Linked DNA regions of Sus scrofa: region 1 is linked to region 2. The links are chromatin contacts, called in public Hi-C maps. All regions are on one chromosome and are shown on one strand. The core of a region is the stretch at or near the end of the contact, and the rest is flanking DNA. Distances in the headings are between cores, read along the strand shown. Region 1 overlaps FTO (fat mass and obesity associated). Region 2 has its middle 34 kb from the start of IRX6.

Region 1 (5,172 bases), core at 2,224-4,723, 1.2 Mb after region 2:
GGCAGCAGAAAGCGGGAACTGCAATTATTTAAGGAGATGGGACAGATGCATTAAAAAGAAAAGACATGGATGGCAAGGAGGCGGCTGGTGCCTCCCTGCTGCTCCCCAGAATCGCCTTCCTTGACACCTCACCCCACCCGGAATGCTGCACACAAATTCAGCCCACTGCAGGGGACAGCTACCTACCGAACTGGAGAGGCCACACCTTGCAGTTTCCAACTAATAGGGCCAGAGGCAGCAGCCGCGCTCTCTAGCATGAATGAGAGCAGCTGACATGGAGAGATGACTCAGGCACGTGCTGTCTTGGAAGATCACGACCTCACTCTCATCATCCCATAGCCCATCCTAAAGTTAGCGGTTCTACTCTTGGGACCACAACTTCCTAGGGTGGGAACACAACCTAGGGTGGAAAACAAATTCTGGACCCATGCCTAGCTGCCCAGGCTGAGCTCATCACTGCACTGATACCATCAAAGCCACATCAGGACATCAGCAGATACCCGGCAAAAAGCAGCCACCCTCTGAAACGTGGGCTAGAAGCCATATTTAGCTCAGCTTTGCCCCTCTTGGCCTGAAATCTATCTTTTTATCCAGAGGAAGGTCTCCAGGGAGGCCCTTTCCCCTCCCTTTGTTCTTCCTTTCTCCACCCATTCTATTTCACTTCCAGGGAAGGGCAGGAACTCAGGAATGGCTTGATCAGGGAGGAGACCATGCCTTTTTGTCCTGGTCCCAGCTCAGTTCCATGCTGTTCACTCCTGGGCTCTTCCTCAGGTACCCAAGTCAGCAGGTACACATGGCACCCTTCCTCTCGCATGCTGGAAGCAAGGGTCAGGTGTGCTGTGCTGAGAGTGAAACACCAGAGACGGACCTATCAGAAATCTCTCCTGATATCCAATTTCCAGGTTTCCACCTCAAATATAACCCCTCCCCCAAAAAAAGCAACAGGCCAATATCTCAAATGGTCATCCCTCTTCAAAATTAAGAAGGAACACATACATACTTGTAAATACAGGAATGGGTTGAGAAGAAAGATTTTTTTATTCAATCAGCCACTGAATACATGTAAGTGCCAGGCACTATTCCAGATGCAGGGGATATGAGATGAACAGGCAGTGAGGACCTGGGTTCACACAGGGCACTGTCCTAGCAGGGGAGACAGCTTCAAGTTACAATGACCTGGGGTTCAGATTTTACACTTGGTGAATAGACAAGATACCCTCCCTCATGAAGTCTACATGCTGGGACCAGAGAGGAAAGTATAAACATAGAATCAAGGGCATATATAATCCATGTGGGGTGACTCCTGGTTTTTTTTTTTTTTTGGTCTTTTTAGGGCTGCACCTCATGGTATATGGAAGTTCCTAGGCTAGGGGTCAAATCAGCACTACAGCTGCCAGCCTACGCCTCAGACACAGCAACACCAGATCCAAGCCACATCTGCAACCTACACCACAGCTCAGGGCAATGCCAGATCCTTAATCCACTGAGTGAGGTCAGGGATTGAACCCGCATCCTCATGGGTATTAGTCCGGTTCGTTACCACTGAGTCACCATGGGAACTCCAGGGGGTGACTCTTTATAAGAAGAACTGCAAGCTCCTTGGAGCAGACTCCACTGGTAACTCGTCCATCAGTTTCCTACAGTACCCCACACAAAAAAGAAGGAAAGGTGCATGCAGCCCCTGCGTCCTTATTAAGCCCCCCTCCTTCCCTACATTAAACTACACACTGTCTCAGAGCTGAGACTCTTCCATAGCATCTTGCATTTCCCACAACATCAAACAGGTGACTTTTACATAACAGCACTCACTAAATCATGGTTTATCATTGCTACACTGGACTGGGCCACCTTGGCCTCGTGTTGATCCCACGAGTCAAACAGTTTTACTTGTTGCACCCAGATCAGAGTTCTGAAGTTGGTTCGCTTAGAAAAACAAATTCTATTCCTTACAAGATCTGGGTTATAACTAGATTTTGGAGTCCTCACAAAGATGTCCAAAGAAGATCCATCCTGGAGGTGAGTGGTGATGGCTGGGGCTGTGGAGGATACAGGAGGATGGTCCATGGAAGGATGTTTGGTGGTTTTACTTGTCCAGAAACATGCACACTTGGCAGGTTCTGGAGACGCCCAGGTCCAATTTGGAGAAGACGAGTATATAAAGACATGTAGGTCTAGAGAGTGACTTTGAACTGGAAGTAATTCTAAAAGCTTTTCTAAGAAACTGTCATCAACTTTTCTGTCTTTTTTAAACTGTCCTCAGAACCATTTTAAGACCATAGAAAGTGGTTGTCAAGGACTGTGGGGAGAAGGGGACTTGGAGAGGGGTTGGTCACAGGTCCAGGGTTTCATGCTGTGGTAATGAAAATGCTTTGGAATTGGATAATGGTGATGGCTGTGCAAAAGATGAATACACTAAAAAACAAAACGCAACAAAAACCTTTAACTGTATACTTTCAAATGACTGATTTCATGGTACATGAATTACATCTCAATTTAAAAAACCTGAATGATCTAGCTTTCATCTGATTTTTTGTATTTGCACCTCACTCGGCCAAAATTTAAAGGGAGTGCTTTCAAGCTAAAGCTCAGTTCATTCTAGAAGCATTCCTCATCTCCCGAGTTATCCGTCACCTAGCTTTCTGCTCACCCTCAATCCCCATGGACATACAGTCACGTGAAAATCCTAAGAAATACTAAAAATATCCTAACAATATGCTCACTTCGGATGATGTATAGAAGGTTTTCATCTCTATTTTATTTTATTTTATTTTTTTTGTCTTTTGTCTTTTGCTGTTGTTGTTGTTGTTGTTGCTATTTCTTGGGCCGCTCCCGAGGCATATGGAGGTTCCCAGGCTAGGGGTCTAATCGGAGCTGTAGCCACCGGCCTATGCCAGAGCCACAGCAACTCGGGATCCGAGCCGGAGTCTGCAACCTACACCACAGCTCACGGCAACGCCGGATCGTTAACCCACTGAGCAAGGGCAGGGACCGAACCCGCAACCTCATGGTTCCTAGTCGGATTCGTTAACCACTGCGCCACGACGGGAACTCCTCATCTCTATTTTAAATGTTAACTACTGGGTGAGGCGTGTAGTACGTTGACAGTATAGTTCAACATAAGGGGTTTTCAGCAGCACAGCGATCCTAGACCCCAAAGACAGCGACAACTCAATACTCCCTGGGAGGCCGGAGCACCACGCCGCCCTGTCGTGGTAACAAGGGCGCCACCGCTTTCCTTCCCACTGTCTTCCACAGCTCTTTCTAGGAACTTGCTAAATTCTCACCCCCAGATCAATTCCCAAATTGGCTGCCGAGCACAATTTAAGAATTTATCTCACGCACAGCACCTCACACAGTATTTTGTAGAAAGCAGGCATACAAAATACACAAAAAATGCTCCTGGAATAAAATCATTCTCCTTTCAGAAAGGAGCGGCATGGGATGGATGTGCCAACCGTCTCTGCAGAAGGGCACAGAGACTGGTGAACGCCAATGTCACTGGTCAGAAACCAGGACACTCAATGCCCACAGGAAGCGGGGACAAAGCTTTAAATAGACGACGCTTATCAATTAACACGGAAGGGAACATACAGCTTGTGACCTACCCACTGCTGGCACTAATTCACATCGCTATGATGTTTCTTTGAAAAAGCAATAAAGGAAGGAACACACATATCTACTCAATGAACGTGAGGGCGTTCTTATTTTTACAGAAAAACCTCCAAGTAGCTGTGAGAATAAACCAGCGCCCAAGAGTCATGTGTTTAATTCAGTATCAAAAGACATGAATGCAGGGCGTTCCATGGCCAAATGCTGAAATGGATCACAACTTTTTTGTAAAGCATTTTTGTTAACGCCTGACTGAGTTACATTCTCTAGACTAAGCACGCAAGCAGGAAAAAAAAAATAATTTGCTTCTCCTTCGGACAGGGTCAAGGCAAAGGAAGCCCCTTCCCTGCCTTACGCTGACGACAAATAATTATTCCATAATAAACATGCCCTCAAATTTTTCAGTCATCTAGGAAAGACGCTGGGGATTGGTGTAAAATAAACAAAGGCACTGATTCCTACGATTTTTTTTTTTTTTTTTTTTTCCACTTAGAGCAACAACTTGGGCCTGGACATTGAACTGTACCTTTTCTTCAGTGCACTTTTCAAATGATAATTTCTTCCACTGTCACCATTAAATCTTAATCCATTCCAGCTCCTTGCATGGGTCATTGAGTCTATATGTACTGCTGTTATTTTAAAATGTTTCCCCTTGGTAGGGAAAGAGGGGGAGAAAAGATGTTGAGGGCCAGATGGGCCTCTTCACAGTTCATTTATCAAACCTAATACGCTGGGCTCCACCCTCCTCTCACTCACGACTGCGGTTAAACTTCCATATAATTTGGTAATCATTTTCATTATCAGAGAGTGACCCTAAAGCAGCCTATCCTGGGACACCCGGCCCCTGCAGCTGCTCTTTTTCTGCCTTTTCCTACAGTAGACCCTAAGAACCTCCGAGTTTATTAGCTGCAGACTGACCTTTGGGCTGCAGAGGTCAAGAAGGGGTCAGATCAGAGGGCTTGCCCAGTTCTTTAAAAGCTATAACAAGCTGTCCATCAGGCAGAGTGGACTGTATAAACAAAGCCCAATCTTCAGAAATTCTGTACCACTTCTGTTAACACTTACCCTGCATTCACACGGCTTCTCCCGACGTCCTGCGGATCATTCAACTCCGGGGAAGTGAATAGACAGCCCTAATAAGCCTATTTGGAGAGGGTTGTTTATGGGATTACCGGGCTCGGGGAAGGAAACCCGCAGCACTCAGATGTGCCTCTAGAATCCCAGGGTTGGGTGACACTGTGACAAACTCGGTTACCCCCGAGTCAGGCAGAATTGACACTTTCCTCCAAAAGCGAAATTACAGGGAACATATGCTTTCAGTTTAAGAGACTTCAGCGGGTCCCACATAAGGGCTCGGCTCCTGGCCTGAGCGCGAGACAAATATTTTAAAACCAAGTTACAAGTTTCGCTTAAAATCGGCTCCCTAATGTCATTAACATAAATGACCCTGCTGAAGGGGGCCGGCGGGGCGGGGGGGGGGGCGGGGGGGGGAGCCTTTATTACCGCAGACGCATACTGGAGTTACTGCGGGCGGCGGTGGCGACGGCGTCTCAGGTGACCTGA
Region 2 (5,412 bases), core at 1,985-4,484:
GGTCAGTGGGCAACACCCAGAGTAAGTGGGTGTTCACAGCCTGTGTATTTATCTGAATCCTGACCCATTTTCAGTTCTGTGCACCTTGATGAGGTGGCTGCTTTGGGTGCATATAGCATGTCATTGCTGGCTCAGAGGTGAGAAGCCTGAAAAGAAGAGCCCCTGCGACATATGCACTTCTGTGCAAATGAAAGATCATATCAGCGCCATGCTTAAAACCCAATTCGGACCCCTCACCTGCGGCTACCTCTCTGGTCTCACCCTCCTCCCCCACCCTCTAGCTCCAAATCTCTGGCCTTCTTTAGACTCCTGAGATGCCCCAGTCTTACGCCCATCCTGGGAACTTTGCCATTACAGCCCTTTCTGTGTCAAATGCTCTTCTCCTGGGTTTTTGCACGGCTGACTCCTTCCGGAGTGGACATTCAAGTGTGCCCCCCAAAAGGCAGGGACCTGGTTTGTCTCACTCACACTGAGAATCTCCAGCACCTAAAATAGTGCTTGGCACATAACAGACCCTCCATAAATATTTGGTACATGAATAATTCTTCCAGGAGATAGCCCTGAGGTCTGCCTGGAGGAGGGGGCATGTGAGCTGGGCCCAGAACACTAAGCAGCTTGCTGGGCCTCCCTTCCTCTGGCTGAATTCACTTTTTTTTTTTTTTCCTCCATCTGGACACACAACTCTTTCGCCGATGACCTCATCCATGCATGTACTCGATGTCAGCTACTATCTTTGCTCAGGCCTCTCACCGCAACGCCGCCGGCTCACCATCCCTCCCTTCCCCTCTCTTTGTCCGTTCTCAGCTGTCCTATTTCTGGTGCTTAATTACAGTCCTGCTATGCAGACAATGACGATGCCATCATTCTCAAAAGATGATTGTGTCTGCTCGCTCTTTTGTCCTGAGCAGAAAGACGGCAAGACTGTCCAGGTCATAAAAATGAGTGCGGTGTTAGTTAGAAACCGTTTCAGAGAGCACTTGTGTGATGCTGTCTGTCACCGCCACACACTCACAGGCTTGCAGAGCTTCTGAGCTGCTCTGGGCAGGATGTCTTATTAAATTAATTACAATTTTGAGGACTGAACCCTTATTTTTAGAAGCTTTTAAAACAGGTTGGGTTTAGTGGGTTTTTTTGTTTGTTTGTTTTTTGTTTTTTGTTTTTGGTTTAAACGACAGGAACTCTAGTTCTTCCAGCCAGGAGCAAATTTAGACACTAAATAGTTTGGGTGGGAAACATGCTCTTAGGTTCAAGTCCAGTTTAGGTCTTGGCAGAGAGAACTGTTGCCTTCACAGGACCCAACAGGCAAAGGGCCAGAGGCTCAAACCTTTAAGGTCTTTCGAAAACATTTGAGACCTGGGGGGGATAAAATCACTGGCTGCAAAAGAGAAAAGAACACTATCCACTGAAAATGAATAAATAATGTTATACAGAAAACTAGAAACTTCTTTCCCATTTTGTAGAGAAAAAAAAAAAAGAAGTTACATCTAAGGTGGGATTTGAGTGTATTTCAGTATGTTTGCTATAGCATAGGAAGGAGCAATGCAAAGGAGACAGGTCCAGCCTGCGGAAAATTTTCGAAGGTCTTGCTGCTACATAGGATTACCATTCTGTCTCTCCACCTCCCTAGAAGCCCCTTGAAGGCTCAGAGGAGAAAGATTTTGTGGGAGAGGCTTTTTATTCCTCGATCGTAAATCGGAGAGTATAAACTTCACTGGCAAGAAGAAGATTTAAGAATTAAAATGATGAAAACTTATAAAATCTTTCCAACAGGACGGTAATTGCAGTAATAATCCCCTTTGTTATAGAAGCTACTGTATTATGGGTGACCTTGACTTCTATTATGTACTGTTACCTTTAACTCAGAATCTATAACTCAGGGGACTATTAATTATCTTGCCATAAGTGCTGGCCCGAGTGGGGGACTTTCTGGAGAAGTAAATGCCACATCGATATGAAGTGGAGCCCCTGGGTTGCTAGACGGCTGTTATCAGTGATTAGGGCTCAGAGCCCACGGTCAAAGCCAGATTATTCCTGCTTAGGCTCCCACGCCAGTTCAAACTTTTCTCATCACTGTGACCTCTATCTGTGATTTACCCCAGCTTGCAAAACAAAACAGTTTACATATACAATTTAAACACGCCTACTTTTTCATCAACCACATCCCTAGGGTGTGCTCTGCTGCTTAGAGTTGCATAAAAATAAAACACTCTTTTCAAATATTTTCTTCCTTGGGGTATTTTTTTTTTCCTCCAATTTATGGTTTGTCTTGTGGAATTTTGTATTCTCATCTTCCACCATGTATGATCATCCGGATAGAGAATGTGAATTAAGCCTGCATCTAGCTCAATAAATGTCGAACATGTTGGGGAGACACAAAAATGATCGTTTTTAAAATGAGCTAGAAATCAGGTAAAAGGAAGATATTTCATTTGCCATCTTTTTCTTAAAAAGGCGAGCCCCAGTCAATATTCTGACTACCCGGCATCCGTTGGAAATTTTATCCTTCGATTTCAATCTTCAGTCAGAGCCAAGGAACTATTCCGAGAAGTTCTCAGCAATCTTGACTAACCCCAGAGCAAAATTTCCATTTCCCCCCCTAATGCCCTAATTGAATTTAGGGGGTCGGTTATGTTTCGCATAGGCATCTACCCCACATCAATGGTATACATTCAAAAAGAGTCTTATGGAGTGGATCAGATAAATATGGGCTGCAAATGTGCTGATTTACCCCAGCTTGTAAAACAAAACAATTTACGTATACAATTTAAACATTCTTTCTAGTTTTTCATAAACCACATCCCTTGGGTGTATAATTGAGATTTCCTTGCCACCCAGAAGATAGCGAGATAGTCCGCTGGGCTTTGTTCCTCTTCTGCCGGAGGGCGGCCGGAGCTGTGAGCTGCTTCTTAGAAGGGAGCTGCCGGCAGCTTCAGATCGGAGGCTGTCAGATGCTGGACCCGCCCGGCGACGCTAGGGAGCAGACTGACACAAGGATTATGGATGTGCCGAAGCCACCCCATCTGAAGAGGCAGAGGCGGCTGCAAATAAAAGCGTTGTCTGTTTCCTCCCGTATTTCGGTTCTATCGCCACAGAATGGAAGAGAAAAGAGCGAAGGAGGGCACGTTTCGCGCTCAGAGGCGCCTGCCAGTTTGAGCCAAACCGATCAGAGTCCTCGCATAAAACTCGGGAGCAGTGGCCAAGGAGGAGGAGGGGACGCTCTTTGTACCTTGGTTCTCCCGTGATTGAGCTCTGGAGAAGAGGCTGCAAAGCCTTCCCTAGGCGAGGCTGTGGCCTGTCCTAGGACCTGAATGGAATTTACGTCCATAATCAAGGAACGTGGGCACCTTTTCCCTAAGTGATGTCAGAATAACCTTAGTAAGCCAGCTCATTCTAATCGCTCACCAGCAGAGGAATGAATAAGTGAAAAAATAAATACAAAATTAAAAAAAAAATCACAGGTCGGCATACTAAAAGAGATGACTTAGGATGTTAGGTGGCAAAAGCCTGGTGGAGAATTTTCACGAACACATCCAGTGATACTCTGCTGACTCCTGAAGCCCTTTATATTTAGTAATAGAACAGAACCGAGGGCAGGAAGGAAACATACACTATTTCGCCCAGCCTCTGGGGAAGAAGAAGGGAAAGAAGGGACATTGAGACAGAGAGGGGGATAAAAAAGACTCCTGTTTTATATACATTGATTGATTTGTATTAAAATAATCTGATGCAAATATGATACTAACAAATATTTTTTTCTTTCTGGGTTGTCGGAGCTTGTTTGCTTTTATTATGCTCTGTCCCTTTTTTTTTGGTATTTAAATTAAGCAACGGTTTTTTAAAAAGAAAAATAATTGGAAACATGAGTGTATAAACCACAGACACAAGTCCACTCTCAACAGAGTTCAGGCCTTGGGTCCATAAGCCCCTAGATCAGAATATAGCTCAAAAGTTGGAGAAGTCAGTCACCTTTATAATTTTAAATCGCACCATTTGGGTGTAATTGGGTCACTTTTCTCCCTGCCCCTCTCCTTTTAGTCAAATTAAACTTATTGATTAGAACCCATTAGTATGTAATGGATTGTTAATTTGACTCTTTTTACAAATCATATTTATCTGCACCAATAAAATATTTGGATTTAATATTCATCTGTCATATTTATGGTGATGTTGATTGAGGGCCAAGCAATTTGAAGTGAAAGCAGGCAACTTGTCCTTTATTCACACAAGGGAAAATGCACAATTAGCTCCATGAACTCTCCCAAAGGTGGGAAGCTTACATATAAAGAAAATTTGAGAAAAGGCAAGAGAGGCTCCCCTGCCCCCGCCTTTTTCTGCAAACTTGTTTGCAATACTGCTCAGCATGGACCAGAATCGGGGTACCCCAGTGCCGTATTTGGTTTGTTTATAACGTGGTGGCAAAGTCTGTTAGGAGGAAGAATCGGATTTGGGGGAAGCATCAGTAGAACTGTGGCTTCTTGTGCTCATTTTGCTTATTGAGAAAAATAGAACCCAAAGACTCCTTGCATTCTTTTGCTGGCAGAAGGCACTTCGCAGGCAGTTCCTGAAAGGGAAAACATGAATACATTTTCTGTATATTGCAAATATATATTAACTGAATACCACAGGTGAGATGGCTGGCAGGAATGCAGGGCGAAATTATTGAAAGCTGCTACCGCGTATCGCATGCCTCTTCCCTACCTGGCTTCTGGGGTGACGATCAAAATATTTAGCAACCAGTACAGCACGAGCACCCACCAATCGGCGGCGTGGAAGCCAACAGAAAACAAAACAGCTGGTTAAGTCTGGTAAGTTATACCGGTGTCCCAGCTGAGTTTCTGTCCCGCTTGTTTCTTGAACAGGAAATCCTCCAAGTTCATTTAATGCTCAATTACAGGAGCCGTATTTGCCTCAGCTAATAAAGTGTTTGATTTTTTTTTTTGCTTTTAAAAAACACTTTTTATTTTTATATGTGTACCAGTTTTAAGGCAGATGGTTTTTCTGTTGCGTTTTTGTTTTTGTTTTTGCGGGCTCTCCTCGATCTTTTGAGAAGCAGGAAAACTATCCCATGTAACTAAATAAAAAATAAATACATGCTTTCCCTGATCCTGGCCAAATCCCATCACAAAGAGACCCAAGGCACCATCAGAATTCCTTTGTTGCCCAGGGGTTGCCCTATCAATATTGTATAAAGCAAGCAGGTCATTGGCTAGGCCTCAGAGTTCTTTTTGTTATTTCAAGGGTTTGGGCTGATATTTGCTATAACGAGAGCCAATCTGTAAAAATAAAATTTCTTTTTGCAAGGTGGCAACAAAAAATGTTGGCACAGCCAGTGTGGGGCTATGACGATGTTTGGTCCGCGGTCTTTGCAGATGAAGAGTTTGGCTGGTCATCATTAATGACGGAGCCTGATTT

Evidence for each region. Hi-C and Micro-C count contacts between places; a contact is called where the count stands out from the background.
Region 1: a contact with region 2 is called in a Hi-C map of heart right ventricle, with 4 times the contacts expected there. The contact joins two enhancer-like sites. A contact is called at or near these places in 3 of 47 Hi-C or Micro-C datasets (embryonic fibroblasts, fetal skeletal muscle and heart right ventricle).

What each region holds. Positions count from the first base shown.
Region 1 is chr6:31,335,863-31,341,034 of Sscrofa11.1, forward strand. The region is part of intron 8 of FTO (fat mass and obesity associated); the gene reads right to left. Among named protein-coding and RNA genes, the nearest start is that of FTO, 230 kb to the right of the region's middle. Within about 2 kb of position 3,474, at least 3 of the 83 cell types and tissues checked have an H3K27ac peak or open chromatin away from gene starts, as enhancers often do.
Region 2 is chr6:30,167,752-30,173,163 of Sscrofa11.1, forward strand. No RefSeq gene overlaps it. Among named protein-coding and RNA genes, the nearest start is that of IRX6, 34 kb to the right of the region's middle. Within about 2 kb of position 3,235, at least 19 of the 83 cell types and tissues checked have an H3K27ac peak or open chromatin away from gene starts, as enhancers often do.